Regions from separate parts of the Triticum aestivum genome. Here all the other regions are linked to region 3. The links are chromatin contacts, called in public Hi-C maps. All regions are on one chromosome and are shown on one strand. The core of a region is the stretch at or near the end of the contact, and the rest is flanking DNA. Distances in the headings are between cores, read along the strand shown.

The links. Hi-C and Micro-C count contacts between places; a contact is called where the count stands out from the background.
Region 1: a Hi-C map of leaf shows a contact between it and region 3, with 6 times the contacts expected there. The contact joins the promoter of LOC123127671 here to the enhancer-like site in region 3. A contact is called at or near these places in 3 of 5 Hi-C or Micro-C datasets (leaf and root).
Region 2: a contact with region 3 is called in a Hi-C map of leaf, with 9 times the contacts expected there. The contact joins the promoter of LOC123127670 here to the enhancer-like site in region 3. A contact is called at or near these places in 2 of 5 Hi-C or Micro-C datasets (leaf and root).

What each region holds. Positions count from the first base shown.
Region 1 is chr6A:407,211,250-407,215,773 of IWGSC CS RefSeq v2.1, forward strand. LOC123127671 (bidirectional sugar transporter SWEET4) reads right to left here and starts at 2,961. Exons shown (of 5, transcript XM_044547452.1): 1 at 2,668-2,961; 2 at 2,290-2,326; 3 at 1,673-2,051; 4 at 704-823. The coding sequence starts at 2,710.
Region 2 is chr6A:407,196,587-407,201,243 of IWGSC CS RefSeq v2.1, forward strand. LOC123127670 reads left to right here and starts at 1,571. Exons shown (of 6, transcript XM_044547451.1): 1 at 1,571-1,839; 2 at 3,006-3,037; 3 at 3,660-3,851; 4 at 4,403-4,450. The coding sequence starts at 1,787.
Region 3 is chr6A:407,486,728-407,490,949 of IWGSC CS RefSeq v2.1, forward strand. No RefSeq gene overlaps it. Among protein-coding and RNA genes, the nearest start is that of LOC123127672, 190 kb to the right of the region's middle. Within about 2 kb of position 2,919, at least 4 of the 8 cell types and tissues checked have an H3K27ac peak or open chromatin away from gene starts, as enhancers often do. A contact at or near this core is called in leaf, where this site is marked.

The DNA.
Region 1 (4,524 bases), core at 1,711-4,210, 280 kb before region 3:
GTCTCACGACGATGTCCGCCGAGCCATGCCACCGTGCAAAAGTAGGACCCGAGGCTTGAAAGCAACGCCGCCGCCTGGTCCGATATTCCGGCCCATCGGACGCGCCCGTGGCCAGCCTAAAGACTGCATGCTGCTAGATGGCCCATGGAGGCTTGGTCCTACTAATAACGACGCTAGCTAGCCAGCAACCCAATCTTATCTTGCCCAAATGAAAGATGAAAACGGCCCTCCCAGCACAAAAACGTGCATGTACACCGTAGCTAGTCCCATGAACGTGCATGCAGATCGCAGGGAAGCAAAGAAAGGGCCCCGGTTACTTGTGTCCGCGGGGGGTGCACGCAACTTGTTGTGAGAAGGCAAGCTCAACATCGTCCTAGTTGCAAGGCTGCATTCATTTGGGTTGGGTGGTTCGCCTGAACCAATCCAAATATGGTTTGGTACCTAACCAGATCAGATGCACCTCCTAAATTTATACACCCGGCCCTGCCATCATCCACTTGCCTTGGCAGAACTTAGCAAGTCACCCATGTTCACTTCCGGCGCTGCTTACTTTAATTAGACGGGCATTGCCCAGGTTCTGTGCTGGCTACTCAGGGTAGCAAGCGCGCTCAAGTGGAAGCCATCCTCATCTCACACCAGCAATCAGTATACTGCTAGCTAATGGTTACTAGTATTACTGTGTGTGAAAGTTTAGAAGGCTTACGGTGATGTAGAGGTCGAACTTGATGAGGGCGTAGGCAGTCCAGCAGATGCCATTGACGAGCGAGGCCACGGACAGGAACAGGGGCATGTACTCCACGCTCTTGGTCTGGATCACCATTTTCTGAAACACGGACACGGAAAGAATCAACATGATGATGATGATGAACAATACAAAAGAAAATTCATTCATTTTACAGACAATTGTTTGTTTGTGCTGCACAATTCATCCAAAGAACAGGTAGTAAAACGGAAACAACTTCCCTCTACACGTATTAACCAGGTTATGAAGCACAAAAACTACCAAGGAAGCGACGGCATGGGAGATGACACAACTTTTGTTTTGTTTGAGATGGGAGGACTAAAAGTAAGTGCATAAAAGAACAGGAAAAAAAGAGAAGCTATGATCAATTTTAACGAAAAGTGCAAGCGGGCACAAGTTGTTGACTACAGTCGGATCAAAAAGTGAAGGATGAACAAAAAGAACATGAGTTTTTTCCTTTCTGACAGCAAAAGAACATGAGTTTTTCCTCTCTCTTTTGACAGCAAAGGAACAGGAGTTGATTTGACGCCATAATTGGAAACACTGCATGTACGTAATACATTATATTTTTTCTTGAGAAAAGAATATTTGCGCTGTTCAAAGTTGATAGCGAGGTAACCGAAAAGAATACAGCTACTGCTAGATAGAGAGAAAACGACAGGATTACGCAGGCGTGTACTCGCGTATTCTATTCTCCACCCAGAACGTACCCAGAGGCCAGAGCAGACGTTGGTCAATCAAATTAGTATAGATTAATCCAGCGTTCTTTTCCTATGGTTATTCTCATTCGAAGAGCGGTTAATTAATCATTTCCTCACCTACCGGTACTAGTGTAACACTGAAATCAATCATTAAAATACCACCACCAAATCTCACTCCAATACTGTACTAGTTTGTAGGTGAGACCGTGGGAGTGATGGCGACGCGTACCATGACGGAGAGCGGCGCGGCGTACATGCCGGTGCCGAAGAGGACGCAGAGGATGCCGACGACCATGGACCTGCGGTCGTGGGTGTGGGCGAGGGAGAGGACGAGCGCGGCGACCCCCGCGACGAAGGCGACCTCGGCGACCAGCAGGAGGAGGACTCGGCGGCGGGCGGCGCCGACGGAGAAGGTGAGGAAGAGCGCGATGTAGGTGAGCTCGATGAGCATGCCGGTGCCGTTGATGGTGATGACGAGCATGCTGTGCGGGTGCACCAGCGGGAGCCCGTAGAGCACCCACATCATGCAGTTCAGCAGCGTCGCCAGGTACGGCACCGCCGAGTACTGCTCCACCGTCTTCTTTTTCCAGATACTGATGAACGTCGGCCTGCAAGGAATTCGCAGTTGGCAAGTATTTTCACTGGTCAGGCATTTTTTCGAAGAGATATCCAAACTATTTCGATCAGAAAAAGGAATAGTACAAAATTATCGCGGTGCCGATCTACGCATTCTCACGAATTTGTGTCATGTAATTCTCGCTCTTTGCTCAGCACAATTAATTCCGGAATCCATTTGTATCCGGCGAATTAAATGAAGATAGACTTATGGTTTTAGTCGGTGCTTACACTGGGGATAGGAAGAGCACCAAGGCGGTTCCATTGCCTGCAAGGGAGACACCAAACAATCCCAAAAAAAGCAACATCAGAAGTAGATCTCGGACGATGAACAAACAAACACAAAGGAGGAACCGCCGAACAAATCACGAATCGGGCCGCTCTAGGGAAGCCGGCGCGTGATGCTCGCTTGCACTAGAAGGGAGCAAAAGTTCGTGAAGAGGACACGCGCAAAGCGGCGAGAAACAAAAAGAGCATCAGGAGGCAACAGCAGCACCCCCACCGTACGACCCGTGTGGCGCCGCTGCCACATGGTTTTCGCTGCAGCGCAGGCGCACATGCGTATGCGGTACAGAGGCGGGGGGCGTGGGGCGACGGGGAGGCACGCACCTATGACGCCGATGACGGTGCGGATAGCGTCCGGCGACACCATGGTGGCTTGGCTTCCGGCGAGAGGTAACCGCACCGAGGGGGAACTGATCTAGAGGAGCGTCTCGGGTGCAGACGAGAGGGGGAGAGGGGAACGGATTTCTGGACTTGGAGGGGAGGAGGGGAAGGGGGCAGGGAAGGATGCAAGTACAGCGGACCCTCTCCCTCTGTCTCTGTGCGTCGCGTTTGATGAGTGAATGATCTCAGGAAAACACCGAACGGGGTCCTTAAATAGAGCGGGGCTGCTGACCCGTGGGCCCCGCACCGTCGTCCCCGTCTCTATCTCTATCCGGCTCTCTCTCTCTCTCATGGACGCCGCGCCGGCCTTTCGCATACGCCTCTTTCTCTGTGTGTGTGTGTGTGTTTCTCTCTCTATAACTAACTACCCCCGATGTGCTGTGGCCCAGCAGCCAGCCGGGTGGGTTGGTCATACTTTTCTTTTTTCTTTTAGGATTTTATTTATTTAGATGAAATGGTGGGTTGCTTCGACTTTGGTAGATATTCGCATTCTTGGCCCGGGAGCAACCCGCTGGGCGTAAATACCAGTGTTTTGGTTTCCTGCAACCATTTTTGCTTCCTTTTGCCTTTACTTTCCGTCCGATTGAGCCCGACTGACTCAGATAATGCAGACTCTATTCTGCATTTTTATTTGGCTAACTCTACAGCATCACGAGATTGTTTCGTCTATGGTGCTTGGTTGACAGCACTGGGCATTATGGTTGTGAAGATGCAATTACACGATGTTAGGTTGCTCCAGGGTGAATGTTTTGGTCATCCCTTCTCGCGGGCAGTGATCTTACCGTATTACATAGATAGGCAGTACCAAACTAATATCATTTCAATCCTAGCTACTAACAAATGACGGTTCATCAGTTCGTCTTAACTACTAACAAATGGCAATGGCAGTACCAAATTAACAATCATATAGCTCAATGTGGGAAAGTTCATCAATGTCGAGCAAGGGGGGAGTTCATCTTCCTCGTCTTCTTCCATTTCAGATATTTGAGATACCTCTGTTAGCCCACATTGCTTTAGTCACTTTAACCTATTGCTCTTACAAGTTTCACTTTCATGTTCGCTAGTCGTCACATCTTTCTTCTTCGGCACATGCTCATCAAGACTCCATCCTAAGATTCACAGGAAAACTCAGTTGCATGTGTGAAAAACATAAAAACAAAACAAATCCCTACTCTCACCTCTAGTACTAACTAATGTATTGATGATCATCATCTTTTCCCGATGAATGGCATAGTGGAAGTAACAAGGATGCCCGTAATAATGAGACCACACTGTTAGAGAAACGATGTTGTTGAATAGAACCAACTTATGAAATACTGCGCGATCACATCGTCTAATTAGTTGTCGGTATTTTGAACAGAGTGTTAACGTTTACTCACATCATTAGACAAGATGGTTGTTTTGGGTTGCCAAACGTCACACCTTAACTAGATGGTCATCATTACTACTAAAGGGGAGTTGGTCTTTGTACGTTCACCTTCACCCTTGCCTCTCTCCTATCTGTTTTCCCTTCTGTATGCCACCCCTCCCACATGTTTTGCATTAACTCAATCAAATCAAATTACATCTTACCAAAACCTCAACAAAATCAAAACTTTAATTGCGGTCCTTTACCATACCCAAATCAAATCAAATCTTATCAAAATCTCAACTAAATCAAATTTTTTTCATTTTTCCCAACTCATAGCGAAATCAAATCAAATCTTACAAAATCTCAACTAAATGAAAACCTTCCTCGCCTTCCGCTATCCATACTCAAATCAAATCAAATCTTACCAAAATCTATAATATGGTGGGTAT
Region 2 (4,657 bases), core at 321-2,820, 290 kb before region 3:
GGAAGGTAAAGCAAGCAAAACTTTAAGATTTTAAGCACATAGAGCGGAAACTTGATATTATTGCAACTCTTACAAGCATATATTCCTCCCTCATAATAATTTTCAGTAGCATCATGAATGAATTCAACAATATAACTATCACATAAATCATTCTTTTCATGATGCATAAGCATAGAATTTTTATCACTCTCCACATAAGCAAATTTCTTCTCATGAATAGTAGTGGGAGCAAACTCAACAAAATAACTATCATGGGATTGAAAATTGAAATCAAGATGACAAGTTTCATGGATATCATTATTCTTTATAGTATACAAGTCATCACAATAATCATCATAGATAGCAACTTTGTTCTCATAATCAATTGGAATCTCTTCCGAAATAGTGGATTCATCACAAAATAAAGTCATGACCTCTTCAAATCCACTTTTATCAAAAGATTTATTTTAAGTGCATAACTCAAACATCAACTCTTTGGTTTTCATTGTGAGTCCACATATGCTCCACCTGTCGGTCCATTTTCTCTTAATCATGTCCACTTTTTCGTCTGAATCCGACGAATCAAAGAACTCATCTTAAATCATTTGGTCAAGCTCCGTCGACTCATACTCGTCGTCCTACGAAGCATCGGAATTCATCGTTTTCCCTAAAAATCACAAAAATTAGGTCGAACACATAGTGCATGAAGGGGAGCCCGTGAGTTGCCAGACGTACTGCAATGGCGTCCGGGCCGGCGACGACGTCTTCGATGGCGAGGACGGGAGAGAGGAGTGATGTGCCGATGGTGGCGGCGCAGAGGCTCGGAACAGCTGCAGACCGCGCGTGGCAGCAGAGCTACGAGACGGATGCCGCGGAAAAGAAAGAAGAGAGGAGAGAGCAAATGGATCCGGTAGGGCAAGGGATAGATTTGGTGCAATTTGAGGTGGGGTAGGGCTGTCGGGTCTCAGTGGCGGGCGCGTCCGAGCGGCCCATATCCATCCTATATTTAGGCTGGATACGAGGAGTGCCGGTCAGCCGGGGGGTTTGAGGTGCCCATCTAGGTCGATTTTTTGTGACCAGTCAGTTACCGGGCCGTCTGCCCGGGCGTTTGAGGCGGGTATGGGACGCCCGGGTGTAGATGCTCTTATATAGCACTCAAAAGAAAAAAAAACTTGTGTGAACCAACCTGTAGTTAGATGATTAGAGAGACAGTGATATCCACAGCCCACCAGGTTTCAAGTCCTGGTAAATGACATGCCGGATCAGTCTCTCGAAGGTGCTCATATGCGTTCATATGGGTGAGTGTATGAGCGTAAGTATGAGCGCTTAAGGCTGTGCTGATGTTAAAAAAAAAGAAGAAACTTGTGGATCTCTTGTTTTGGGACTTCCAATCGTGGCACGGCGCAATTCTACGGCCCACTCGTCAGTGGCAGCAATTTCCCGGAATCGAGACATTACTGCGCAAAGCACTCCCGCTTGGACGAGGATCCCCTGCCGTGCGGCAGGGTGCCGTTCCGTCGCTGACTCATAGGCCCGACTGAAATTTGACCCACCTGTCAGTGGCCTAACGGCAGGCGCCGTACGTCAGAGGAGCTTCCCCGCTTTCCCCACCCACACCCCCGGCCCGGGCCCCCATCTTCGCCCCTTTGTTCCTCCCTCTTTTGCATCTCTCGCCGGGGCAGGGCACGGAGGGTGGAAGAAACAGGGCGGCAGCCGTGCTGGGCAGGAGGAGGAAGGAAGCAACCCCACCCACCACCCGCTTCTTCTTCCTCCCCTCTCCACGCCTCCCAGGGCCCGAGCTGCTGCCATGGCGGATAGCAACCCGGACAGCATCAAGAGATACACGCCTCCCGTGCACAGGTCAACCCCTCCCGCATTCGCCTTTCTTTCCAGGACGCTCGTGCAGCTTCTTGCCATTTTCGATTCGGGCCGCGCTTACCGAGAATCGCATTCCGAGTGTGGGATTGGACCCCGGCCTGGTCGAATCCTTTGCGAGAAGGGGTGGCTTCTTGGTGATCTGGGGCACCTGTGGCGCGGAGGCTGGGAGCTGCCTGCCTTGGATTCGGTCATTTCCTGGGATTTTGGTACTACTATTACGCTTCGGGGCATGAAATTCATGTGGTGGTTTGGTTGGGATTAGCTGGAAGGTTGACGGTGTGACCTTCTCATTGCCCTTCTTAGATTTGGCTGCTACGTCGTTTTCTATAGCTGCTTAATGCGTGTGATTTGAGGTAGAGCCTGAGAACATGTAATAGCCTATGATGTCACCGAATCGGCGAATCTAGCCTTGCTTTTTTTTCTTTTCGCTATTTCTGCTAGCTAATAGAGGGCATAATGAAAGCGGTTCTTGACACATATATCTTCATCACTAGCAAGCTACCATTGTTGGTCCTGGGGTGGTCTTTTGGCACGCTGATCTAGTTTATCAGTGAGTATATGGAAAAAGGACACTCTTGAAAGCTAACTTTTTGCCTAAAGGGTGTTTGTTTAGCTTTGGTCAAGCATCATGGCTTCATTCCGAGATGAAGGGTGACTCTAGTGTGGATTATTCAACTTAACGCAACCTTGCTCAGCCACTCTTACCCATGCAGTCGTCCAGCTTGGATAAAGCCGATGATCAGTTTGAAGTAGTGTATATAATTGGCTTAAAGGTCTCTTGTCTATATTATCTGGCTCTGCATGTTTTAGATTTCTGTTATTCAAATGCTGTAATTGTTCTGTAGTCACTTACGACTCACATTAACAAATTTAGTTCAGCATGAACAGAAAGTAGATTTGTTGGAGCAATCTTGTGTGTTCAGTTGACAATATCATTGATTTGGTCAGTTGTTCTTAGTTATGTTTCTAGTATTTCTGACCTGATACTTAGATATCTGCAGTTCTCAGTATGTGTATGATGTTTAAAAACCTAGTTAGTACTTGAAAGATGTTTTTGCGCTGACTGCATTGTTAGCTTTTTATGTTGCTACGTATTTGTGCATATGACCTGCTTGCTGATGTCTGTCTTTACTCTCATTATGCTTCAGGAATCGTGCAAACAATCGCCGCAAGGCTGGAGGTACATCTCATTTGGATGCGATTAGTTAGACTTCATAGATACTTGCTATGTTATGTTTTCCTTTTATTGTGTGTTTGGTCACTACGCTCAGTATGATGCGCATGGTCCCACCAATAGTCAATAACTCAATATGATCTGACGTAGTTGCTTGGTGTTATATGGTATCACTCATTGTGTCCCAAATTTTTTCTAGGAGTGCTTTTAGATGTCTTGTCCACATACTCCAATTAATGTGGTTCTTTGAGACAATGAGTGATACCATTAGTAACAATAAGATCTTTAGTACACCAACATCTCTGTATGAACACTCTATGCACCATTGCATGGGTTTAAAATATCGCACATCTAATGTAGGTCACCTGCAAATTGTAACCATATTCTGCTAATCTCTATAATTAGCCATTTCAGAAGTAAAAAATGACTTTGCTGTTCTTTTTACTTACATGATCATCTCTTATAGCTTCTCAGAATCTCCTTTCGTAGATATGTTTGCACTTCCGTTTTATCCATCTGTAATAAACTTTTGATGGCTAGTATTTTCCTTGTATGTATTTTCCTATGCTCAATCTGTATGTTTACGTTTAGCTAACATTTGGGAGACTTTTGCTATTTCATCAAGCAGATAGGGCTGAGAAAGCCAACTATTCATACAACAATGATGGAGAGAAGAGCCATGTTCCTTCACTAAAGAACCTTCCTCCAATTATCCATCATGATGCTTTTGTCAGCAATGCTCAAAATGATTACAGTCATGCAAGATTAGTACCATTGGAAGGATGTTCTGCCAGTGAGGCTTCACAGCTTCTCAGTGAACGTATGTTTATCAGAAAGACTGCATGCCCATACTGCCCTTTCAGTGGCTTGTAGAATATCTGTCTAGAAGTTATTTTCTTTTGAATACTGAAAGTTGCTACATATTATTGCCGTGTCACATAAAATCTACAATAACATGATAAGAAAGTGTGTGCGGTCTATTTCTGTTTTGAGCTTATGCATGCTAACAATTCAATATCCACTTACTCAAATTACAATGTGTAAGCATGGAACACCTTTTGCACTTTATTTCCAATTATATACTTGTTAGTCTTGGTTGTAAGAACATCCAATGATCCAGCTTGGATACCTATTGCTGATAATGTGATCTCTTCTTTTCCTTTATTAATCATATGCTCAACTGTTCGGTTTATGACAATTGCACTTACAAATCACCAGAGCTTAGGCAAGTTTAATTACTTATGGTCTGGTCTTCTCAGACACGCACTGTTATTTCATCCTACAAGCTGCAGCTGTTGTACTAAATCTGCATTAACTTATTTTGCTACATTTCACCTTGTGATAATAACCCTCCATACTGTTTCTCTGTAGGTTGGGCTGCTGCAATGAACATGTATAATGACCCAAATGATTCCCCTGGTGAGCACACATATTGCAATTAGTTTCACGTTGCTCCATTGGAGGTGTTAAAGCAAGCATAGCTCCTTAATATTCAAGAACCACCACACACAATTTGAAATTCGAATTAGCTTTCATCTATTGGCAGTTTAATTGGTTCTTGTGTGTTGGTTCATGCTACACCAACTTGATGGTTACATTCTTACGATGTTACCACATACTCCCTCC
Region 3 (4,222 bases), core at 1,669-4,168:
ACAATGTCCACGACCCACGTATGGTCTCGCGAAGCTTCTGAGATAGTGTGTGTGGATCTATCTTGCCTTGATACCTTCTGATATAGCAGCAGTGCGAGCTCCTCGACCTATTGACCCTGAAGGCATTTATCCTTTCAAAAGAATGTGTCCTTGCCATCGCCCACTGTGGCTCTTGCCACCGCATGGAATAGGGCCATCGATTCTGCGGTACTGAGATTGTGAACTCAGACCATGGTCGGGAATGATTTGAATACTACTTCCTCTGTAAAGAAATATTGCTACTCTCTTTGTAAAGTAGTGACCTAAACGCTCTTATATTTCTTTACAGAGAGAGTACTTGTTTGTAAAGTTTCATCAGGAAATACATTTGATATGATCTACATAAAAATAATAAAATCTGTGTATTTCATCATAATTTTTACACACATATGCTATGCATCTTTAAGTACTTGTCTGGTTTTTCTAAAAATATTAAAATTGGAATACAAATTTCATTATTTTTTTTGACAATTTTAGACTTAACGGAGGCCCGGGGCGAAAGAACCCTCGCCCAAATAGTTCACCAAATTTAAAATGCACGCGGGAAGCAGTGGACATTCTGATTTTTTTTTCAGAGAATGGTGTTGAGAGCATGGGTATGCTTCATGCGCCGAGTTGCCAAGCATGGATGGCTTGATTGTATTGTCCTTCAAAAATCATGTGCGTAGTGTCATGTGTATAGAAGTGCTCAAGCAACAATCATTAAGTCATGGACTGATGACCTCTTGTAAATTTTAATGTACACCATGTTTCCAAAAATGGGTATTGGCCGATTCACCCCCCCCCCCCCCCCCCCCCCCCCCCCCCTTCTTTTCATCTATTTGCTATGTGCTCCATCCATTCCATAATGTAGTGCGTACAGATTTTCTGAAAAGTAAACTTTGACTAAGTTTTTAGAGATAACCATTTATATCTACAATGCCAAAGATGTAAAGTATGAAAGTACATCTTATAATGAATCTATTGATATAAGTTGGGCATTCTAGATGTAAATATTTTTTCCCACAAATTTGATTAAACTTTTTGAGATTTAAAAAAATTCAAAATATATATATACACTACATTTTGAAACAGATGGAGTAGATAACTTTAATTAATGAACATTTATCATAGAGCTATTGTTCTACGGTTTGAGGATAAAACAGCAAACATTTGGCCCCACTCTTAATTCTAGTAAAAACATAGGACGACATGGAAGAGCAATTCCTAAACACCCTAGATTCAGATCTATACCTAAAAGTAAATAGTGCTTTTGCCCGTCCGTCATACCATTTTGCATAAACCCCTCTGACTTTTCCAATAATCAACACGCAGTCCAGGTTTTAGACATATCTTTGCTTTTGCATAACCCCTACCCCCTGCACTGTTTTTATGAAATGACCTGCAGCCCAATTGTAGGCGGATTTTTGCTTTTTAAAAATATATCCATATCTTTTAAACCGTAACTCCAAATTTAACACGTTATGTATAGATTTTGAGTTGAAGAATGAGTAGAATCTGAATATGATGTTATTTTACCTGTTAACAAATTTTAAAATATGGTTAAACGAAAAAAAATCTATTTTAAATGTTATTTAGGATGCAACCTTAATCGATAGCGCATGATCCATCTTTTTTTTCATATTGGTGACTACCCGGATTGGAAATAAACGCCTACAAAAAAATTAGATTGGAGACAAAAGAAACCATCTACCCTCCTCCTTGCTCACCTTGCACTCTTCGGGTCGCCTTCGGTGTACGCCCCTTTGTGTTGCACCCTGTGCCCCCCCCCCTCCACCCCCTATCAATGAAATGATATGCAACAATATGTATTCACCAAAAGAACAAAAGAAACCATCTATCACTACACATGCATGCCTCATCAAAACCTCACAAAGAAAGCAGATTGCTCATCTTATGTCGGAAAAGAGACATTTTAGGATTGACCATATTTAAACATGTTGTAATTGTGTGAGCACAGTGACCACCATCGGCGAGGGTGGAAAGAAGGGATAAGCGGAAGGACCCTGATAAGTGCCACACGTGTGGCACCAACACATAGCAACTCCGAACGTTTTTATGACAAATTTACTAACGCGAGGATGACAACTTTAGTTATCAAGCATGTCAACATTTTTTTTCAGATGGCAAGTTTCAGTTTTTTGGAGTTTGTTTTTTTCTTTTCGGATCAGAACTTTAGTTGTGAAAACATCAGGGTCGAAGTGCTTTGTGTCACACATGTGTTACTTATCATTTGGGTAAGCGAAAACACAGATGAGATACCATGTGTTAAGGTAAAGAACGTAGACCTATCGGGGTCTTAAGTCATGGTTATTGAGTTAGAAGCGTGTGGTATTTTTTTACAACGCACTGACTACTAATACGTGGCATGGTCGTCATCCTGCACTTTGCTCTGTCAATCAGCACGTTGTTCCCCACAAATATTAAAACAGCAATGTATGTATGTTAGGTCTGTCGGATGCAAAAAGAAGTCCTAATCACACGTACTCGTCAGGTCAGTTCTGCAACGTGAAAGCATCAGCAGTCAGCATAATAGACTATGATAAGAGAAACCGGGCGAGCGAGCTTTTGTCATGCCTAAGAGGAGATGTCGGTGTCCATGGACGGACACTCGGGGTAGGATCACCACACCACACCACACCACCATGTTCGGTGACAAGTCATGGCAACGCGCAGCAGCTAATCAATATTGCATCCGGTTGACCCATCATGTTTATAGCCTGCCAGATCTTCCACGCGGAACTGAAAGCAAGGGGCACCGCCCAACTGGTACAGTACCTTTGCCTTGACGTTAACGGGTGCGACCTGTGTCCTCCGTTCCCATTACCCGCCCTAGCCACTGTGCCTTGACGATATCCATATATCCTATCTCGCTTTGTGGGCCGGCACGCCGGGGTTTGACCAGCCGGAAACTCGACAGCGTAACGTCGAGCTGCCGTGGCTGTGTGGATACACAGTGTGCACGAGTGATTGAGGGGCCGTGTACAGATTCGGTGGGCTGGATTTCTCAGATAAGGCTGATCATCACCGGATCCTGAGCGCGACACTGCACCTAGGCTGGGCGGGGATCTCAAAAAAAAAAAACCTAGGCTGGGCGAGACCTTTGGGGATGCTGGATAAGCACGTCTCGTTCACTTGAAATCTTGTGGAATTTGCATATCCGGTTTGCTAAACATGGGCGACTACAATGAGCTTGGAAGCACGGCCGTGTACGAATTCACCTAAAGCTAGTGCCTTCTCAAGGGAAGAAAAGGGAGCCCCATGGCAGTGCAAACAGTGATAAGAAATTCCCAAGTTGTACTAGAAAGTAATAAGTGTTGGTTGGTGGGAAGAAAAGGTTGCCATTCTATGGAATGTGATTTAGCAGTCGACTTCCGAATAAGGTTAGAACTAACTAAGCCCCCCTTTCCGTGAGCAAGGTAGCCTTGGTTGAAAAAAGAGAGGAAGGTAGCCCTATTTTTTTCAATTTATGCGGGAAATTAAGAATTCAAAAGGAGATTGCCAGATTCGGCAACTATTCAGCCTCGTGGATGGAGGATAGATTGCACTGGTCAGCTATCTTAACGTGAACTTCATGGAGCTAGTCCAATTTTATTTAATTTTTTATTTGCGAGTGAGTCCAAAAGTTTCTTAACAGCGAGAAAAGCCAAGCTCATGACAGGTAATACAATTTGATTAGCTGAAAATTTCCTTTGGTAAAGAGGGCTCGTCTATCATTAACAATTCCAGCAATCCATATAAATACGAAAGGGTATTTTATCCTTATCAACAGGATGTTGGTCTTGACTTAAGTGAAGATATTGGCTCTTTTCTTTTCTTTTATTCGCAAAATACGCCATCTTATTAGAAGAAGAATCTCAATTATTGCTCCAAAGAAACGGCAAACATCAAGAATGTTACACCTATGAAACTAGTAAAAAATCCCACTAGCCTGGCTGTGATGCTCTGGTGTTGGATAGATACAGTGAACTCAAGAACAGGAAACGCCGGCTACGAGCGTTAGAAGAACAGCCCAATAAGAGCAGAGCAAATGTGTTTCTTTTCCTTATAAAATACTCCACTAAATGTGGTGCCATAGGATTTGGGCATTAACCTATCGCCGAGTAATGTGCAAGTATCTATCGCTGAGTAGGATCCGATGCAAAAGGGGATACTTGCCTTAACATGGTTTGTTAGGCCAAGA